Regions from separate parts of the Anser cygnoides genome. Here region 1 is linked to region 2. Evidence: chromatin contacts called from public Hi-C data. All regions are on one chromosome and are shown on one strand. The core of a region is the stretch at or near the end of the contact, and the rest is flanking DNA. Distances in the headings are between cores, read along the strand shown. Region 1 overlaps FGFRL1 (fibroblast growth factor receptor like 1). Region 2 overlaps ATOH8 (atonal bHLH transcription factor 8).

The links. A called contact is a pair of places that touch in the nucleus more often than the background predicts.
Region 1: a Hi-C map of liver shows a contact between it and region 2, with 1.8 times the contacts expected there. The contact joins two enhancer-like sites. A contact is called at or near these places in 2 of 7 Hi-C or Micro-C datasets (both in liver).

Annotation. Positions count from the first base shown.
Region 1 is chr4:6,670,407-6,674,145 of Taihu_goose_T2T_genome, forward strand. All of the region lies in intron 3 of FGFRL1 (fibroblast growth factor receptor like 1), which reads left to right. Among named protein-coding and RNA genes, the nearest start is that of FGFRL1, 93 kb to the left of the region's middle. Within about 2 kb of position 1,600, at least 2 of the 3 cell types and tissues checked have open chromatin away from gene starts, as enhancers often do. A contact at or near this core is called in liver, where this site is marked.
Region 2 is chr4:6,462,794-6,466,505 of Taihu_goose_T2T_genome, forward strand. It overlaps ATOH8 (atonal bHLH transcription factor 8), which reads right to left. Exons shown (of 3, transcript XM_048047474.2): 3 at 2,590-3,712. Among named protein-coding and RNA genes, the nearest start is that of ATOH8, 22 kb to the right of the region's middle. Within about 2 kb of position 2,423, at least 2 of the 3 cell types and tissues checked have open chromatin away from gene starts, as enhancers often do. A contact at or near this core is called in liver, where this site is marked.

The DNA.
Region 1 (3,739 bases), core at 350-2,849, 210 kb after region 2:
CGGTCCTGTATTAGAGTTTTGCCTCTTAAAGAGAAGCCATATGGGTCGGCATATTGATTTTTTTTTTTCAGCTAGAAAAAATTATAATGACCTATCTGCTGAAGTAACCAAGAGTCTACATCTCACCTGCACTGAGCTTGCAGCTGGCAGGACAGAGAAGGGCTGGTGGCAGTCCTCCTCATTTGCTGCCAGGGAATTTGGGAAGGGAGCTGGACCCACTGCAGACACGGGTGGGATTCCCAGACCTGCCTGCTGCTCTCTCCGGAGCAATCCCAGGAATATCGTGGCAGAGGAGAGGGATGGTGCCTCCCCAGCCCCCGGCACAGCCCAGTGTTTGTGCTGTGTTTGCAGCGTCTCCTGACAACTGTGAGCCCACTTCAGCTTCTCCTGGTAGCCCTCATGTGTGCTTTGGCAGGAGAAACTCTCCAACCCAAGAGAAAGTTGGGGAAATTCAACGCAGAGCGGCTTGTTCCAGCCAGGGTCTCCTGTGAGCTGCTTTGGTTTGAGTGTGGTTTCCTTAATCCCTTTCCTTCAAGGAGGTTTGGAAGATGCAGCAGCCTCCACTTGTGGGAAGTGGATATTATTGAGGGTGAATTGTGAGGAGCTGATCTGTGCCTCTGGCTCGAAACTGCAGCGAGGTGCTGGGTATGCTGCTCCGGTGCCAATGTGAGCCATCTCCCAGCACGTTAGTGGATCCGTTGGCATCATCTGCGGGGACTCCACCAGCCCTTTGCCTCTGGGATGGTTTTTGGAGACTACAGGGAGGTGTCTGAGAAGCTGTGATCGTGCCCGTTTTCAAAACGTGGCTCCGCGACCTTCAGAAAACAGAGGCTGTTCTCTGGGCACTCCATCCTCGGGTAATTACAGATAATTTTGTGGTGGGCCCTTGAAACCTTGCCATGGTAAACAGACCAAAGGGCAGTGGCTTTTTTGGGGTAGATCAGTGGAATTGCATCAGAAAGGAATTTGACCACCTGACATCCTCAGTAGCCTCAGCACCCGCGTGCATCTCCTATCCCTCTGCTGGGAATGATTTGGATATGTTTTACCCTTGTTCTAGGCAAAACCTGGGTCACGGACACATTCAGCTATAAATTAAACTCTTAAACCTCAGACACCAAGGTTGCGCTTTCTATGTGGTTATTGCTATTTGTTTGTTTGACCTGTGTTAGCTCTTCTCAGGAATTTTTGGCTCTTCTTGTGCTCGAGTGCCACATTTTGCAGGAGGACAGGCTGCACACCCGGCTGCTCACCAGTGACATTTCCGCCATCCTTCAGCATCTGCAGCGAGGGAGGGAGTATTGCTGGTCCTGTGAAAGCATCCCCTCTCCTACAAGGCCATGCTGGCATGTCCTGAAGGGCAAACTCATTAAAAGATTCACTCGATCCTTTCCACCTGGTATTTGGAGAAAGCACTCCTCTGTGTTTGGGGCCAAATCTGTTTGTCTTTGCTCATGTGCTATGGACCGCAGAAATGGTTTCAGGCATCGAAAATAAAACCCAACAAGTTGTCTGCACATTTTTCCTGTTATTTTTTGCTGCAGCCTGTTTTTACAGTACTTTATTGCTTGTCTTACTGACAACCACCTCTCTGGAGCCCCTTACCAGCTTTTTTTTCACACCAGCAGTGATTTAACTTTTTGGGATGGCGCTGCTTTTGTGCCTTGCTTAGACAGTGTCCCGTGGACATCGAAGGTATTTCCAAGCCTGCTCACTGCATCCTGTCTGTTTGGGATTGTGGGGAAGTGGGATTTCTCCTCCAGCCTCCAAGTGCAAACCACTGGTAAGCTGAGATGGTACAGCCGGTTCTTTGCTGATGCTTTGGTCCCTGCTCAGCGTGTAAAGCAACGGGTGGGTATTTAGCCACTGCTTTTCCCAAACGTCTCTTCAAATATGGCATGACTCAGGCCACAAGTGAAATGGGTTTTGTGCTCTTAAGAGAGAAGGACCCCATTTAGAAGCCTGTAATTTTAAAGGAGGATGTTTAACTGAACTTAAAGCAATTTATCTCTGGGGCCAGCAAAGCTGGAAGATAAAGGGGAGGTTTTCAAAATTACTCAGCCGAGGCTGAGTCAATGCCTTTTGAAGTATTCCCATGAACTTCCTTGGGATGAGTATTGCCAATGCTGAAAGGTTTTGAAACCCTACCTACCCGTCCAGTGACACCTTTTGAAAAATGTGTGTACTGAGTACACATTCCTTGGGAAAATGTAAGTCGGGTTCACGTGTTGAATACTGAGGTGCTTCTCAGGAATGGGTGTTTTAAAAGGAGATTGAGAGAATGGATTTCTAAAGCAATTTTAAGAAACTATAGTGTCTGCCCTGACCATTAGGGAAATAGTACTTAAGCAGAAGCTATTTTTAAAGATAGTTTGCTCTCTTCTAAGCAAAGCCTGACCAGTACTGCTGTCGCAATAAGCAATCCCTCTAACACCAGTGCAAAACATTCTGCTGTTGGGTGAACTCACAGTGAGCACAAAACAACTGCAAGGCTTGCTAGTGCCTAACTCAGAGCTTGTACAATGCTTTGGGATTCAGAATGTGAAAGGCATTTCTGAACCACCTCTGAATATGAGCTGTGACCTCTGTAACAGTGTAATACAAATTAATAGGAACATGGAAGGTGGGGCCTGAGACAGTTCCAAGACTACAGTAATTTTTTTTTAATTTTTTTCTTCTGCTTTAAGAGAACTCTGAGCTCAAATATCGGGAGCACTGTCACTGGATGTAGTCCATGCATGCAGTTGCCGTTGGTCGTGGTGGGAAATCGGTGGAATTACCCGGAAAGAATGCATGTGAGTCAGGAGCAGGGTGCTCTGCCCACGTTGCAGGGAGTCACCCTCATACCCTGTTGCAGGGAGTCACCCTCTTCAGCTTTAGGACTGCTAAAATTCATTGCACTCATCCAAGGGGAGTAGCTTGTGTTGCAGTTCCATAGGGAGGAAATGAAGGGGAGAAGGAGCAAAAGGAGAAAAACATCAGGGGAGGGATTTCGTAAAAATCTTTCCTTCCTTTTGTATTGCAGACACATTAAGTACTTAATATTTTAAGAGCATCTTACTTAGAAAAGCTGGCAGAGATGGGATTCTGTATGAGTCTGCCAGATTGATTTACAAATCGGCCTTACGAACTCCTGCTGCTTAAACATACCAGAATGCGACAATTAAAGCCAACATCTGGAATTCATTGGTGGAGCAGATCCTAGATAAACATTAAATGAATGTCCATTTCCTTAGCATTGGATTTCCTCTGGCTACCACAGTATAAGTAGTGTCATCCTATCAGATAGAGCTGATGATGATACCAGAGCAAATGTCAAAGTCATGAGCCAGATCTATTTGTTCCATCTTTTAGCACCGAAACGAGGACTAGAGCTGGCCTGAAGACGCGCTGTTTTTTCCACTAGACTGTTGGGATGGGATCCTCATCTCGCTAACCTGTGCTAAGCTGGTCGTGAGGCTCCCTCTCTCTTCTGTGAAAAGAGGGCAGGGTGGCTTACTGGGCTGGTAGCAGAACCTCATCTTTGGACCCCGTGAATGTGCCCTCGGAAGGGTTTTCTTGCTCCCACTGGGCTAATGAACTGCCTTGGGCTGAATACTTCAGAGTAGGTAGGGTAATTTCCCTTGGAGATTTAAAACAAAAGTTACACAACCTAGAAGTGCTGGGGAATTGACATTTCAACTTGAGCAGTGTTAGAATATTTATTTATTTTTGTATAAATATTTACTGTTCTCCTCTC
Region 2 (3,712 bases), core at 1,173-3,672:
CGGTTTAGGCTGAAATCTTTCCTCCACCGACGGGTTAACCTGCTTTCTGGGCTCTGTCTGCAACAGCCCATCAGCACCTCTGATGGCACGACCCTGGATTTGCAATGCCAAGCCCCCTTTTTCCGCATCACCCAAGTTGATGGGAATTTTATTCACCTCTCAAGAGCACCTCGGAGGGATAATACAGGGAGAAAAACCCATAGGCTGGAGTCTGCCCTGAGGCATGTTCAGGGGCATGTGGTTGGGAGCCAGCTGTAGGTGTTAGAAAGCATTAAGTAAAAGCTCTGCTGAAAACCAGGGAATATTAATTCAGGCACCACTCCGTAGTTATCGACGGGACCTGGCTTGCATTTCGACAGCTTGGCTTGGGCAGAGGTCTCCACGTCGTCTGTCTGCCATCCTATTTCGGCATGGAAATACCCCAGCTAGAGCAGCGACGATGAACTGGAGCCATGGGGACCAACTCCAGCCTGCCAAAACAATTTTTTTCCCAGCCACGGGGGTACTGAGAGGTCAGCCTGTTCATGGGTGGTAGAGCAGGCACTCAGCTCGGGTCTTGTTGGGTCTGGTGGGGTGCAATGCGGTTGTGTTGGTCGTCTTCCCATACACCTGGCAGGGGTGGACCGTGCTTGTCCCTGCTCCAGGCTAGGGCTGGAAGCACTTCAGGGCAGGGATACGTTTTACAAGGATGGGAAAACCTTCTGCCCATAAAAGTGCATGTGCGCATGTGAGGAGCAGCATGACATGAGAGCACAGGTATGTGAAAAAAAAAAACAAAACACAACCAAACATTTATGTTGGTGAAATCCCACCACCTGTGAGTAAAAGAAAACCTTTGAATGAAAAAATAATCTGGTTTTATGGGGCACACAGACATGGCTGCTTCTGTGAATGGTCTTCTTGTTCTTCTTGAACAAGCCTAGTGGGGGAATGATGGTGGTGCTATGTTCATAAGATGGTCTTCTCCTTGGTCCTCACCCTTGGAATCTCCTTCACCATCGAACTTCTGCACAAACCTTTAGGTCAGAAATGAGGGGAAATGTCACTGCCCTTCACCCACTGCAGCTGTCAGCCGAGGCAGCAGGTGTGGTGTGAGCAGCAACGAGGTGCCGTGCTTTGTGTCTGGGGGATGTTATTGGCTTGGTGTATGAGTTCTGGTTTAATACGGTATTCAGGATCTGAAAATAAAATAAAATAAACATCCCACTGGCCTCTGGGGAATTGCTGCAGGTTCATGCTGTCAGAGCAGGATCTGGTCCTGTCTAGCCTGTCCATACCTCAGCAGTCCCAGGGAGGAGAAACATGATTTTTTTAATCAGAAAGCCCCCACCTTTTGTTCAGGGTCCCCTTTGCTCAGGGACACATCACCGCTCTGTCCTATGGTGGGTCCCAGTTGGTCTGGACGTCACAGGATATCGGCAGAGGTGACCCACCAGCTTCTCCTGTGCATCCCAGGCTGGGAGCCAAGGCTTTTGCTCTGCTTTGGCAGGAGGGTGACAACACGGAGGGTTTTGCTTTTCCAGCATGCTAACAAACATCGTCACCACGTTATTGGATGAGGAGAGCGATCACCTGCCGTGTTTGCTGGGCAGGAGTGAGGCAAGGTCAGCTCCCTACCTCGGCTGACCCCAGCCAGGACAACGGAGCGTCATCTCCACCATGGTTTTCAAGGAAAACACCAACATATTTGTTATCCTTTGGTAAAAATTTACCCTTCTTCTTGGTTTTGGAGCTGGTTGGTGGAGTTGGGCTGGGCTGGGACACACGGGGCAGTGTTATGGGGGATCATTGCCAGCCCCCTGGCTTTATCTCACCTCCCAGTTGGACTCCAAAGCCCAGCCAGAAAACACCTTGTCTCCTCTGGCAGAGCCTTGCTCACTTAAATCAAGGAAAGTAATTCAGTTTTTAACTTCTAGAGACATTTACCGGAGGGAAATGGATAGGGTGTGAATAGCAGGGCACGATTAAGGGAAGTGAAACTGGGAATGTGTAAATGAGCAACCTGATCTGAAGGGTTAATGTTTCCCTCATCAGAGGGACAAACGATATTGCGTGACCTAGAGCCCCAATCACAGCCTGACGGTGCTGCCCAGCTTGTGGCTTACGCATTTGCAGCAAATTTCTTATCTATCAGCAGCGATTGAAAAGGGGGAAAAAAGGCAAATAAAGATCAGCGGTATTGTATCACCGGCTCTCCCTGCAGACCTTGCTGTACTGATAATCATTAACTCTCCCAAACTGAGAGCCACCGCAGAGCTCAGGATTAAAACATAGCATTTCTCAAATTTACAGGAATTTAATGCATATTTGATGCTGCTTGAGGAGAGAAATGCCCAGCGTTTCCATAGCCCCTAGCTCCGCTGCACAGCCTGTGTGTGCCACGAGGAACATGGCCCTTGAAAGCAAATGCACTTTAAACCCAGCCCCTTGCTGTGGGTGCAAACACCTCAGAGTGTTTTTTTGTGCTCCTGTGGCCATGCACGAGTCGGTGCACTCAGCCCCTCTCCCAGTTATAAGCCAAAAGGACGTATTTAATGTATAAAGTGAAAGAAAGGGTCAAAAAACACGCTTAAGAAAGAAATACAAACGTCAATCTAAAAATGTATTTTATTGGGCTGCTAATAATGAACAGCGGTGAGGGCAGGGGGTGGTGAGCAGGATAATGAAAAGCTGGGGATCTGGACACAGCTGTCCCCTGCGTGCCCTGGGTATCTCGAGCATCCTCAGCGGGACCTCTCTCCTCCCCGCCTTGGGCAGGGGACGCAGAGAGTGGGGGGGGGGTCACCGTGGTCCTCCCACAGACCCCAGATGCTGCTCAAGCAAGCTCAGGTTTTTGGCACGCTCGACGTTCCCCTGCACACTGCTCAGGGCATCGGCTCGTGCAGGGAAATCAGCGGGCAGCCTCGAGGAGCTCAAGTCCGGCCTCACCGCCGGGCGGAGGAGCGAAGCAGGGGCTCGCCTGAGGGTGCTCGGCGGTGCCCTCCCAGCTCCGGGCCAGCTTCAGACCCCCCTGGTGCTTGATTTACGCTGCTGTAACTGGGATTTGAACCCAGCCTCGCTAACAACCTTTCCCTTTACTGGAAACAAAATACGTTCATCTCCTGGGTTTGGAAACCCATGTTATTTTACGTGAACACAGAGCTCTGTCCCCCATCATTAGCAGATGTCCTGCACACGAACTGCGTTTACCTATAAAGTCTGCTTACTCCAAGCAAATGTTTCTCCATTTTTTTCTTTCTTTTTACTTCAATTTGAAGTGAAAGGTACAGTATAGGATTCAAATGCCTTTGCATTACATGGGTTTCTGACCACTCGAAAACCCCATGGAAACAATGCCTTCATGAAACCGAAACGCCCGCTGAACCGCCTCGCTGCGTTTCACTCTGCCTAGCTGAACGTCCCTCTGATTTTCCTTTATTGCTTTACATAGCACTTAGCTTCTACTTATTTCAATTTTATTTCTTTATTAGAAAAACACCACCACAGATCCTGCTTCAGCTCTCACTGCGTGTCGGTATTGCTGCCCCGTGGAAGGTCGGGCCATCGCCAAAGAGGCAGAACCACGGAGCAGCTCCAAGGAAGGTGATAACCTGGTGGCTGAAGCCCCACGTGCTGTGTCCCAGCTCGCTCCCACACTGAAGGCTGGCTGCAGGGCTGCAGGACGGGAGGACTAAGAGGGGACTCGCAGAAGGATCCCGAAATTTCCGAAAAT